4 separate regions of the Mus musculus genome follow, and regions 1, 3 and 4 are each linked to region 2. The links are chromatin contacts, called in public HiChIP or PLAC-seq and promoter capture Hi-C maps. All regions are on one chromosome and are shown on one strand. The core of a region is the stretch at or near the end of the contact, and the rest is flanking DNA. Distances in the headings are between cores, read along the strand shown. Region 1 holds the start of Cldn11 (claudin 11). Region 2 holds the start of Lrrc34 (leucine rich repeat containing 34). Region 3 overlaps Prkci (protein kinase C, iota). Region 4 has its middle 2.9 kb from the start of Gm33641.

Evidence for each region. Promoter capture Hi-C pulls out the DNA fragments that hold promoters and counts their contacts. HiChIP or PLAC-seq counts read pairs in DNA pulled down with a chosen protein or histone mark. Capture Hi-C pulls out chosen DNA fragments and counts their contacts.
Region 1: a contact with region 2 is called in a promoter capture Hi-C map of adipose tissue. The contact joins the promoter of Cldn11 here to the promoter of Lrrc34 in region 2. A contact is called at or near these places in 8 of 39 promoter capture datasets (the C10 cell line, HPC-7-derived erythroid cells, cranial neural crest and 5 more) and 3 of 9 other capture datasets (adipose tissue, embryonic stem cells and macrophages).
Region 3: a contact with region 2 is called in a promoter capture Hi-C map of the HPC-7 cell line. The contact joins the enhancer-like site here to the promoter of Lrrc34 in region 2. A contact is called at or near these places in 5 of 39 promoter capture datasets (the C10 cell line, the HPC-7 cell line, hematopoietic stem and progenitor cells and 2 more), 1 of 15 datasets of contacts at CTCF or cohesin (the NIH/3T3 cell line), 1 of 484 Hi-C or Micro-C datasets (embryonic stem cells), 2 of 115 datasets of contacts at active chromatin or transcription factors (both in embryonic stem cells) and 4 of 9 other capture datasets (adipose tissue, embryonic stem cells, liver and 1 more).
Region 4: an H3K27ac HiChIP or PLAC-seq map of embryonic stem cells shows a contact between it and region 2, with 5 read pairs. The contact joins the enhancer-like site here to the promoter of Lrrc34 in region 2. A contact is called at or near these places in 6 of 39 promoter capture datasets (the 3T3-L1 cell line, 3T3-L1-derived adipocytes, embryonic stem cells and 3 more), 3 of 115 datasets of contacts at active chromatin or transcription factors (all in embryonic stem cells) and 1 of 9 other capture datasets (adipose tissue).

Annotation. Positions count from the first base shown.
Region 1 is chr3:31,148,491-31,151,614 of GRCm38.p6, reverse strand. It overlaps Cldn11 (claudin 11), which reads right to left and starts at 1,695. Exons shown (of 3, transcript NM_008770.3): 1 at 1,240-1,695. The coding sequence starts at 1,465.
Region 2 is chr3:30,646,295-30,649,137 of GRCm38.p6, reverse strand. It overlaps Lrrc34 (leucine rich repeat containing 34), which reads left to right and starts at 1,320. Exons shown (of 11, transcript NM_027941.1): 1 at 1,320-1,468. It overlaps Lrriq4 (leucine-rich repeats and IQ motif containing 4), which reads right to left and starts at 1,169. Exons shown (of 6, transcript NM_001290510.2): 1 at 878-1,169. The coding sequence starts at 912.
Region 3 is chr3:31,021,429-31,024,392 of GRCm38.p6, reverse strand. All of the region lies in intron 2 of Prkci (protein kinase C, iota), which reads right to left. Among named protein-coding and RNA genes, the nearest start is that of Mir7008, 16 kb to the left of the region's middle. Within about 2 kb of position 1,317, at least 161 of the 459 cell types and tissues checked have an H3K27ac peak or open chromatin away from gene starts, as enhancers often do. A contact at or near this core is called in the NIH/3T3 cell line, where this site is marked.
Region 4 is chr3:31,055,244-31,058,065 of GRCm38.p6, reverse strand. No RefSeq gene overlaps it. Among named protein-coding and RNA genes, the nearest start is that of Gm33641, 2.9 kb to the left of the region's middle. Within about 2 kb of position 1,510, at least 156 of the 459 cell types and tissues checked have an H3K27ac peak or open chromatin away from gene starts, as enhancers often do. A contact at or near this core is called in adipose tissue, embryonic stem cells and hematopoietic stem and progenitor cells, where this site is marked.

The sequences.
Region 1 (3,124 bases), core at 446-2,945, 500 kb before region 2:
GATAAAGCTGAGTCAGCAGTGAGTGAGCTGTGAGGAGGGAGGTGAGTTCCAAATGTCCTGTCTGTAAAAGAGAGGGCACCTAAGGCTCTAAAAGGGGGTACAGAGTCTCTGAAAACCCCAATGCGCTCTCGGGAGAAGGCACAAATTTAGCTCCTCTCGAGACCTTAGGGCCTGGCTATGCCCTTAAATATATACATGACCCAGACAAGGCCAGAGGGAGTTAGGCCACCTCACCTAGGTGACAGTGAAGCCAAAGGGGGTGACAGATTTCTAGCAGAAATCCACAAGTGGTGCTCACAACCACCCAAGTCATCCAACTGGCTACAGGTTTCAAAACTGTTTCCAAAAACTTTCCCATGACACCCAAAGATGCTCCCTCCCAAACTCCCTCACCCTGGGTTTCCAAGGCTGCCCGACATTCCCGACCCCACCACCACCACCACCACGACCACCCCACCCCACCCCACTCTGTGACCCTAGGCATTGAGTGTGTCTCCCTGGTGGAGTTTCCTCCCCGCAGGGTACTTGTTCTTCCCAATAGCTAGCAGCCTGCTGAGCAGAACTGGAGAAGGGTGTCACCCTGGCAGAGAGAGGGTGGGAAGCACAGTCACTGCAGGAATCCCAGGGGCAAACGGTAGGTAAAGATGGTGACAAGTCAGATAAGCAGGCCCTGAACTGAGAGAACCAACTGAGACTCACTAATCCGGGCAGTCCAGAGACTCCTCGAATGTGAACGGAACCTCATCCGGGTGACTCCGGAGTGCCATGCAGTCTAAGAAGCTCAGCTCAGCCTACACCTATTTGAAATTGCCCTTTGTTCTCTTCTCCTCGGGCCTATAGACAGCTCTAATCGGAAGCCCACTGGAGATGGCACAGTGGGGGTGGGGGGAGGACTGGAGTGTCTCTTTGGTCGATTAGCTTGGGTACCTGGGATGATGAAATCATGGGGAATTAACAATAGTGTATATGATTTCCCACCATGTGTATATGATTTGATTCATGAAATTCTCAAAGCCATTGATTGACCAGTGTTACCTTTATCATCTCATGTTCAGATAAAGAAACTGAGGCTGACAGGTGGCTCTTTAGGACTAATTCTCCTACAGGGTTGGATTGGAGATGTCAAAAATGTATCATCCAGAGGTCTCTGAGTCTCCAAACTTCTGAGAGCCCTGTCTAAAATCCCCAATTCTAGCCCAACCTGCCTCTGGAAGCTGCTTGCAAACTTGGAGTCCTTACCTGGAAGGATGAGGATGTCCACCAGGGGTTTGCAGTGGTAGAGACCAGTGGCCATGACGCAGTCAGCCCACAGGCCCTTGGAGCCCAGTTCGTCCATTTTTCGGCAGGTGGGGATGGTGTAGCTGCAGGTCACCACCCAGTCATTGGTGGACGTTGTGACGATGATGCCAATCCAACCCACGAAGCTCGTGACGAAACCCACCACCTGAAGGCAAGTGGCTACCATGGTGGCCGCAGCGACGTCCACGCAGCTCGACTCACACGGATTGTGCCCCCTGTGTCGTCCTGGACAGAGCCTTCCCTAGGCTTGCCCTCTTGGCCCTCGCGAGCCGCTGGCTCCGGGCTACTCGAGATGGGGAGAGAGCGGCTGCAAGCACTGCTGCGACAGCGTGCAGCGGGGACAGGTGCGCCTGGAGGGGACTGCAGCGCTGCTGGGCAGCGCGTCCCCGCCCCCTCTTTAAACTCCGGGGCCCGGGCTGGCAAGCGCCAATCCGCGACAGCCCCCGAGACGAGCCGGCCAATCGCAAGCCAGGCTTCGGTGCGGGTGTAGAAGGGAGCAGGGGCTGAGGAGGGGCAGCAGGCTGCCCCACGGCTGGTGACACACGGTCAGCGCTGGGAATTAAATTAATCCCATCCCGATAGGGACCCGCAGAGTGAAGGGGGCGCGTCCAGCTCCTGTTGGGTTTGTTAAGCGTAGTCTCACTCCTAGAGAAGTAGTCTCTCTCTCTCTCTCTCTATGTCTCCCTCCTAAACTTCTACCAACTCTCCGACCGCTCCCTCTTCTCTGCTGTGGACACTTCCAAGGGCACCTAGTACATTTTCCTATGCCCCTAAGGAACAGAGGGGACACATTCAGCACTCCGATGTTGCCATAAGAAAAGACCGGGGAGAGGGCTTAGATAGCTTAGTAAGTGAGGGCCCTTACTGCGCTGGCACACGAGAGAGCCTCAATCCCAATGCCCAGCACCCAGTACAAAGCCTGCCATGGTGCTTACTAAGTCCGTAACCCGGTGCTGTTAGACTGATACGGAAGGACCTCTGAGTTTGCTAGCTGCCATTCTAGAGCCAGGTTCAGTGCCATTCTGTGGCTCGAGGAAATAAGGTAGATGGGGATAGAGCAGGACACGGGACATCCTCCTAGTGCACACGTGTGTACACAGACACACACCCCACACACACCGCCACACATAAACACACACATACACACTTCGCAAGAAACAAATAACACAATAAAGATGGTGCCAGCAGAATTAACTCTGGTCACAATAATGGTGACGATTACTCACTGTTATTAATACTTGATAAGTGCATGTGTTCTTATACCACAGCTTACTGAATTGTCCACACTTTGCAGTGGGGACAACTGTCAATTCTACACAGAAGAAACAGCCCCCCAAAGGACAAGCTCCTGAAGTTCACACAGCTAGGAAGGAGACTCCGTGGGCCCCGCTCATTCCTGTCCCTGACCTTTCCTGAGAATCCATCCTGGTTATCACTTTCTGAATGTTCCTAAAGGGCTTGGTGTTCCATTTGTGATACATTAAAAGCCAGGCATTCTGCCCAGATCACTGTAAATAAGTTAGCTTCTGTTCTCCACCGAGAAAACCGATAGCCCAGATTGAGTGGGAAGCAGAAGCTATCAGCAAAGGCTACCAGGCAGCCCCCTTCTCTACACGCATTCAGATAAGGCTCATTCTGTGCCCTTGGGCGGAGGGAGGCACTGGGGATGAACCCACGGACTTGAGCAAGCCAGACAATGCTCTACCATTGAGCTACAGCTTCGGACTTGTGCAATTTTAAGTCAAGAAAAGGATTGCTTATCTTACTGTATGGCTTGATCTAGTCACCTGGGCCTCTTCCCCCTCTCCTCTTATTCTATTTAAAA
Region 2 (2,843 bases), core at 71-2,570:
TATGTATATAAAAGACCGGTGGAAGGTCATGTCTGGTGAGGCTGGGTAGGCAGAGAAGCCAGCCTTCCATAGGCAAACAAAAAGCTAACTGAACAAACCAACCATGCCTGGGACAGGAGAACCCAACCAAAGAGAACAATTTTTAATAGTTCCGTGGTTGTCAAGAGGGGCAACTCCTCTAGTCTGGAGTACTCGCAAGTGCAGGGTGAGTTTTCCCACCAGCCAGGGTTCCATTAGATATTTGATCGATAAGAGCCCTTTGGGGATGGTGCAGGTAGGACTAAGAAGAATCCTGGTCTCAGTCAGTTGCTGTACTGCTTGCTCCAGAGGCAGAGCACACCCCACTCCACCCCTCCCCTGCCCCTTCCCCCTCCCCTTTCCCCCTCCCACCCCACTGGTACAGCATCTCCAACCTTTCCTTTCTTCTACCTTCTTAATTCAAAAGAATCTGAGACAGAAAGGGGCAGAGGCTAACTTAGGGACTTTCCTGGAAACTCAAGGGGTAAATGCACATATTTCTGCACTTTAGCATGCTACCTGTGGAGAAAGGACCTTGAAACTCAATTCCTGTACCCACCCAGAACTTCGGCCTTGCCCGGGCTTTCCTGGTAGTAGAGGCAGAGGGATGGAAATTGCCTATGTGGCAAGGACTTACATATTTAGTTATTCACTTTTAACTTATCACCTCTCCTAGATTTCTGTGACTATTTCAGACCCCACTTCCAGACTAGATTCATCATCGGTGGGTCTACAACCGAGCATCCAAGGGTCCCGAACATCCTGCCCCATTCCTTCACAGCCTTACTACAAAGAAGATGCGAAGACTCCACATGGATACGACCTTGCCTGCCTCCATACTCTTGAGTACTGACTGTACCTGTGCATCTGCAGCTTGGCACTGGGATAGGCCATCTCAGATTAGTCTGGAAGTCGCCTTCTCAAGGAAACTCTTCCAGGGGGCTCTACCCCTTCAAAAAAAAAATCCTTTAAACTACTACACACTTGGAGGTTCTACCATTAGATTCCGAGCTTAGCCCTTCGGAAAAGGTGAGACAGGCTGGGTCACCAGGGTTTGTAGTCCTAGTCCCTAGCCCAGCAGATGAGGCTCCTAAACCCTCGAAGCTCCACCATCAGAATGTGTAACCTAGAGCGGATAGGCTTAAAGTGATGATCACTGCCTCCCACTTCAGGCCTCGAGGTTATAGAGTACCCCGCCCTCTTAACGGTGGCCCCGCCTCTTCCCTCTTTCTCCAAAAGGAAGCTTCTGTGGTTGCCATGGGAGCGACTCTGGTTACTGGACTCGTAGTGGGCCGAGCCCTGTGAGGACTGAGCAGGGGCAGACTGTTGAAAAAGCTCAGCCACGGCGGCCTTCCTCTTTAGAGGTCGAGGTCCGCAAAGCGAGCTGGGTAAGGGGCACCGGGCTCTAGGCGAAGGAAAGGGCAGCGGATCCCGCCTGCAGAAGCCCCAGGTATGGAGGCGCCCTTGACCAACGCTGGTCCCCTGTCTTCGTGAGGAGAGTGGCTTTGCTCTGGCCTCCCTCCTGCTTTTTGAGGAGGGTCTGGGGGAGGTATGCCGCGGGGAGGGGAGGCTCTGCGCCCCTGAATTTGTGGAAGTTACGGGAAAATACCTCAGATAAGCAAGAAGCTCCTCAGAGTTTTTCTGAGTTCCCACTTCTAGACTACCCACAGTTTCTTTTAATCACTTTATCTTATTTTTTTTTAAATATCATATAGAAGAAGGGATTTCATTGTGACATTTCCATTCATATATATAATTCCATGTGCACTTTGAGTGCATCCATGAATTTAACGAATTAAACATAAGACTGGGGATATATTCAGGAGTTGTTGGGCAGTTGTGAGAAACCAGAGTTCCTGCCACTACTTTTAGACTATTGTTTTAAAGTGTGTGTTGTGGGGGCCGGAGAGACTGCCCAGAGAGACATTAATAAGGGAAATAAGATGATAAAGGAGGGAACACCGACACTGCTAGTTTGACCTGGAGCCTGATGGAAGAGGAGGACGGGGCTGCGGAAAGACTGTATGCTTTTGTCCTCCACCCATGGGTGTGACTGCTGCCTTCTCAGTCACGGGGCCTCTGAAGAAAACAGCGTGGAGAGACTCAAGTCCTGCCTTTGCTTTTGACCCCTAGAAGGGCAGACACCATTAGTGCTGGTGTTCCACCCCCAAGAAGTTAGTAGCCTGAGGCAGGAAGGGCGCCAGTAGAAAGGCGCCCAGCTCTGGCTTTTGTTTAGAAACCACAGGAGCATCTGTTTCCAGGATGCTAATACTGCACTTAGTTGATGTTCCTTCCCTAAGTGCCACAGACATCTCAGAATGGGGCATTCAGGTCCCATCCCCCCTTCCGAAGCTCAGCAGAACCTAAATATTATAAATATCCTAAGTCCTGGTGTATCTCTCTCACACACATACAAACACAAATAAACTTAAAATAACTATTTTAAAAATTATAAGAAAAGTTCATTTCCTTTCAGCTTAAATATAGCAGATCTTAGGTCTTGGTCTGCAGCTTTGAGTGGTAAACTCTTAGAGTGTAGATGGCCACTCAGCAGTGGATGCTTTTAAAATATAGAAATTTAGAGAAGCAGCTGGCATCTAAGAAGCCAGGCTACTTAAAGTGTGAGGTGGCAGAGTGTATTCTGAAATACATGTACACAGAAAGTAGAATAATCAAGCCAGTAGCATGAGTGTTTTACAAGAGTAAGAACATGGCTTCCATTATGGAGGACCCAGAGTTCACAAGAAATGTCTTTAAAGTAATATTGGAGCCAGGTGTGCTAGCACACACCTGTGATCCCCGATACCTGTGTAGCCGGGGAAGGA
Region 3 (2,964 bases), core at 68-2,567, 380 kb before region 2:
GCTAAAGCAGTTCCACTGCCACACTATGGATGGGTAGGGCTTCCAGGTGAGAGGACTGAGCCAGAGCCAGGCTGACTCCATGACAGGCTGCAAACAGTTTGGGAGACTAGGCCTAAGTTTGTGTTTCCCACAAACAGAACTGGGATCCAGGAACCTGTGGTCAGCCAACCGCAGCCATGGGCAGCCAATCTGAGGACACCTTGTCCTTTGGCCTGAAGGATCCCTAGAGTAGAGCTAACCAATCACGGTAAAGGGGCACATACCACACACACACACACACACACACACACACACACACACACACACACTGGAATTCCCTTGACAATAAAAGCTGGGCCTGCGAGCCCACTCGGTGTCTCTATTCCTGAATGAAAAGACCCCTGCATGCAGGAAATTCCGCTGGAAAAAAAATGCTCTTTGCTTTTGCATACTATTTGAGTCTGGGTTATCATTCCTTGGTGATTCTTGGACCCTAACACAGGCAGTGACTGTAATGGATATTGTATCATATTACAACCTTGGTCAATTAAGTCACAAGAAAGAAACCACTAAAGTACTCTGGACTAAGAATAGTCTAGCTTGAGCTACTAAAAATTTTTTTTAGATTTATTTGACAAATATTTGCTAGCAGATATGTCTGTGCACTGTGTGTGTGTGTCTATGGCAGGTCAGAAGGCATCAGATCCCCTGGAACTAGAGTTCCAGACAGTTGTAAGGTACCTTGTGGGTGCTGGGATTTGAACCTGGGTCCTTTGCAAAAAGAACAGCAAGTGTTCTTCACTGCTCACCCACCTCTCCATCACCTTCTTTTTGTTTCTCTTCTCTCTTTAAACAAAGCATCTTTTACTCTTTGACAACTGCATAGATAGAAACAATGCGTCCTGATGATGTATACCCCAGCTCCACTTTCCCTCCCACTCCTCTGAAGCACCCCACGAGCCTTTCTCCCCTTCTGCCTCTTTCTTTGTTCACAGCTGCCCACTGAGCCCTCTCTGCTGGGATGATGACTGACCTCCCTGCACTGGTCACAGCTGCAGTGAGTCCTCGGCTGCAGAGGCCACAGCACAGCCCAAAGGCAGCGTTGCATTCCTCGCCTTCCTGCATCTCTCACATTCTTTGAAGCCCTCCTCTGAGATGCCCCTCCTCTGACGTGTTCCGAGCCTTTGGTGGGAAGGATGTCCTACCTAGGGCTGGACACCAGCTCCAGCTACTCTTAAATGTAAGTGGTGAATTTTAGTTACACACACAGAAGGGGAGGAGGACACACCTCTCTCAACTAAGCAGGCGAAGTGCAGAGTGATCCCTGGAAATCCGAGGTGCATTCCTCAATGAACAAGTCACTTAGAGCAAAGCTGGGCTTGAACTGGATCCTCCCCTCTGCTACTCTGGTGCTCATTCCTGTGGTTTTATGACACATTCCTGCATGCTACATGCCACTGGCTCTGACTAATCTTCAATTACACAGTGCACAGAACCCAGCTTACTACTTGAGAGAAACCATTTCCTATCTACATGGTCTCAAAGAAAACAGTGTCTGTTCTTTTCTCCAACTCAGCTGCCAAGTCCTCACTCCCTTTTATGTTCTGTGGACATTTATAACATTAGCTCTGATAAGTCACAGAACTGTGAAAGTCAGTTTTCGAATCACTAAGTTATAAGGTAAGTTGCACAGAAATAGAAAACCTAACCAGAACTGGCACAAAAAGAAGACTTACGTGGCCTTTTCTATTTCATGAAAGGCAGAAGATGGCAGCCACGGACTGCTTGTGAAGGCCAGAAGACAGAGAAAACGGTTCGGACAATAGACAAAATGAATGAGCGAGTGTGGTGACACTCACTGAAGGCAATACAGCAAACAGAAAACGCATCTACAGAATCAGTGGCTGCAAATACAAAGATCAGAAGACTGGGCAGAAGGGCCAAAGTAGCAAATGGCTTTTCTTTTTGTAAAATAATTTATTTTTATTTTTATATGCATTGGTGTGGTGTCTTCTTGAATGTGCATATGTCAAAGTGTCAGATCCCCTGGAACTGTAGTTACAGATAGTTGTGAGATGTCATGAAGGTGCTGGGAATTAAACCTGGGTCCTCTGTAAGGTAGCCAGTGCCCTCAACTGATGAGCCATTTCTCTAGTCCCCAAACCTCAGACACATGTAGTCCTTGTCTAGAAGAGTCTGATGTGAGTATGGCTTTTGTCCAATGAACAGTTACAACTCCATACACAGGTGGTCTACAATGTTCAAAATGAAGAGCTATGTCTTTCAACTGTGGGAGAGAATCTAGGCAAATTAGTGAACTACAAAACAGAGCCTAGGAAGAGAGAAGGATGAATCAGAGCATCAATGTTAAGAGTCATGGGATCCAATCCCAGAGAGTAGCAGTGAGCTTTCCTGAGGGAATGACAATACATTCTATTATAGTTCAGAACCAGAACCTTCCCCTCTTGGTGACTAGGGGTAGCTACTATACTACTCCTGTCTCTAGTTTACTATCCTGTCACCATTTCATGGATCTTTAGAACTAGCAGAGAGGCAGTCAAGGAACCCAAACCATAGATGGGCAAGACACAGGATTAGATGACCATCTTTGGACTGTGGACCTAATGTCATGATGAGCTAGGCTCTGAGGGGGTTTGTGAGAAGACGGTGAGTTAATCATACATTAACTTACTCCTGCACAGACACCACACACATTCAACCTGTTAGTTAACCATACATTAACTTACCCCTGCACAGACACCACACACATTGAACCTGTTCTGTTTTTCTTGGATTGAGGGCCTGCGTGATACATGTGACCTTTTTCGACCATATGTTTGATGCATAAAGCACTCTATGTAAGTCATTACAAAACAAAAATGACCAGGAAAGGTATTTTTCAAAGCTAACACTATTACCAAATTCTAAATGTCTAAAATAAAATACAAGTACATTCTGAGTATTTGCTCATTGTAGTTAATTTTG
Region 4 (2,822 bases), core at 261-2,760, 410 kb before region 2:
TATAGCCCCTGCTAAATCATGTTTATGAATGACAATCTGAGTGTCTGAATTTATAGGTTAAATCAATAAAGGACACCACTTTAATGTCCTGTAACGTTTGATATAACTAAGTTCCTGTGCACATTAATAACCGAGTCAACTTTAATTTTATTTGTATTTATTTATTTATATTGATTTGAGACAGGACCTCGTTTAACCAGACTGAGATTAGAGGTACCTGCTGTGGCTGCCTCTGCCCACCTTAGTTTCATTATCAACTAGAAATATTCTTCTTCATAGGAGAAACATGGCATACTTAAACCCTCACATATATTTCCTCACAAAGGAGGTTCTCACTCATAGTCCATAAAGATAACATAGAGTTACAGTACCTACAGAGGGAAAGAATCCTACTTAAGTCAAACTCCAAAATAACTTAGATTTCATTCTGAAGATCAATTTGTATAGTATATTGAGTCGATTAAAATCGAGACACAGATGAACACCGATAAAATCCTGAACTTCTTGGTCACTGGCTACTTGCGGGTGAGTTCAGACCGCTTCTGCAGGGTAACTCTGACCATCATTAGGCAAGAGACTGACCCCTAGTGGTGAGACATAGCATCATCATTCAGCCAACCAGGGCCAAAGTTGTCTGTCCCACTTCCGATCTCCTACAAGCCCAAACCACACTGCTAGGGAGAGACCATTTTAACCCAGGAAATACCTCCTACATAAACGCATGCGTATGCTTTAAAAAAAAATTCTAAATCAACTTTTCTGCAACACATTTGTTCATAGTATCAAACAAAAAATTCCTTAAAATTGCACTTTTCCAACTCCCGTAGAACTTATGTTGCCTCCTCTCAGACTTGCAGGGCCACAGTGGAGCGCCGATTTACACCTCCCCCTCCCCGCCCTCCCCCACACCAGAACCCCGCTGCTGCTGAGAAAAAACAGTTTTCACTCCTCCCTCCCTACACAGCAAAACATGGAACCTGCTAGAGCCGGAGGGATCTTCCACATTCCGCTCCGTGCCGCCGTGCCAGCAACTCTCACCGTAAATGTATCAAATGTATCTGTTTTCCACCTCGGCTGAAAAGCTTGCTTGCTTGTTTGTTTGTTTGTTTGTAGTGGGCAACAGTTAATGTGAACTCAAATTTCACCGTGCTAAGAATAAACGATAGGTGGGGGCTGGAGAGATGGCTCAGCGGTTAAGAGCGCTGACTGCTCTTCGGAAGGTCATGAGTTCAATTCCGGACATGGTGGCTCACAACCATCCATCCGTAACGAGATCTGACGCCCTCTTCTGGAGTGTCTGAAGACAGCTACGGTGTACTTACATATAATAAATAAATCTTAAAAAAAAAAAAAAAAGGTGTATTCAGCCATAAAACTTGGACATCTATGTCAATACTCTATCCCAAGGAGTAAAATGCTCTGTCGAACTTGACCTGGCTACTGTACTCATGCACCCGGTTGCTGTGGCTGCCTGCCGGTAAGACTTGCACAAAAATGAAACCAAATTCCAAAATGAATTGGGGCGCGCGTGCGCGCGGGGGGGGGGGGTTGCCTCAAGGTCCCACTCCTAGGGAAGGACCTACCGGCAGCTGGTGGTTGCTGAGGGAAGGGGGGTCATTTTTTAGCGTAGCTGCTGGTAGTTTGCTCTGTGGTCCTGTGGATGGCTCCAGAGCCCTGTGCACAGGGGCAGCTCTGATTGGCTATGAGTTATGAAGGGGAGGAAGACAAGTAGGGATCTAGCTGCAGCGAGGAGGGGGTCCAGTTAGAGCTGAGATGGAATATGGAGGGTGGATGAACAAAATACATTGTACAAACGCATGGAATTCTCAAATAAAAACAGTATATTTCGGGGGCTGGTGAGATGGCTCAGTGGGTAAGAGCACCCGACAGCTCTTCCGAAGGTCAGGAGTTCAAATCCCAGCAACCACATGGTGGCTTACAACCATCGGATCACAAGATCTGACTCCCTCTTCTGGAGTGTCTGAAGACAGCTACAGTGTACTTACATATAATAAATATTTAAAAAAAAAAAAAAACCAGTATATTCTAAAACCTCCCAATCAATGCACGAACTAAACTTTTAAGCTTAAAATAAGGAAAGTTTAGAAAAACATCAAGGTTGACACAAAAACATAAGGGTTGCTTCTCAGCCGTGTATGTGTGAAGCGATGGGCCCAATCTTCAACAATATGAGCAAAAATCAAACCATACAGTAAAACTGAGTCAGACCATTCACAAATACAGCTCCTGCGGTACACGGGAACATCTGTGTTAGGGAAAACCTTAGTGATAAGAAAAGAAAAAAAAAAAAAAAGGTTGCTTACATTTTCTCCAGGGGCTACTTGGGCAAGCTCTAGGCCAATGAGAAACCCTAGCTTAACAACAAAAATAACAAAAGAAAAAGATGGACCCGAGGATCACTTGAGACTGTCTGAGGCCTGTGTACCACAAGCACACCCAAAATTCCAAAGTTACGTTTTTGCAATATATATTTTATTCTTAAGTATTAATATAAAGTCAGAGAACTACTCACAAAGTTCTTACGAAAAATTTCAAACTTTTATTCATGAGGAGACAATGATGCTTGGCACTTGTGTGGTGGTCAAAGGACAACTTCCAGGAGTGGCTTCCCGACTTCCACCATGTGGATCCCAGGGGTTCCACTTTCGTTGTGAGGACTGTTGACAAGGGCCCGCACTACTGAACCATCTCACCCCTAAGTAACTCCAAGACAAGGCCTTCTATCATAAGTTGATCTGGAATTCTGAATACAGCCAAGGAGACTCTTGAACTCCTGATCCTCTGGTCTCCCAGGTTAGCAC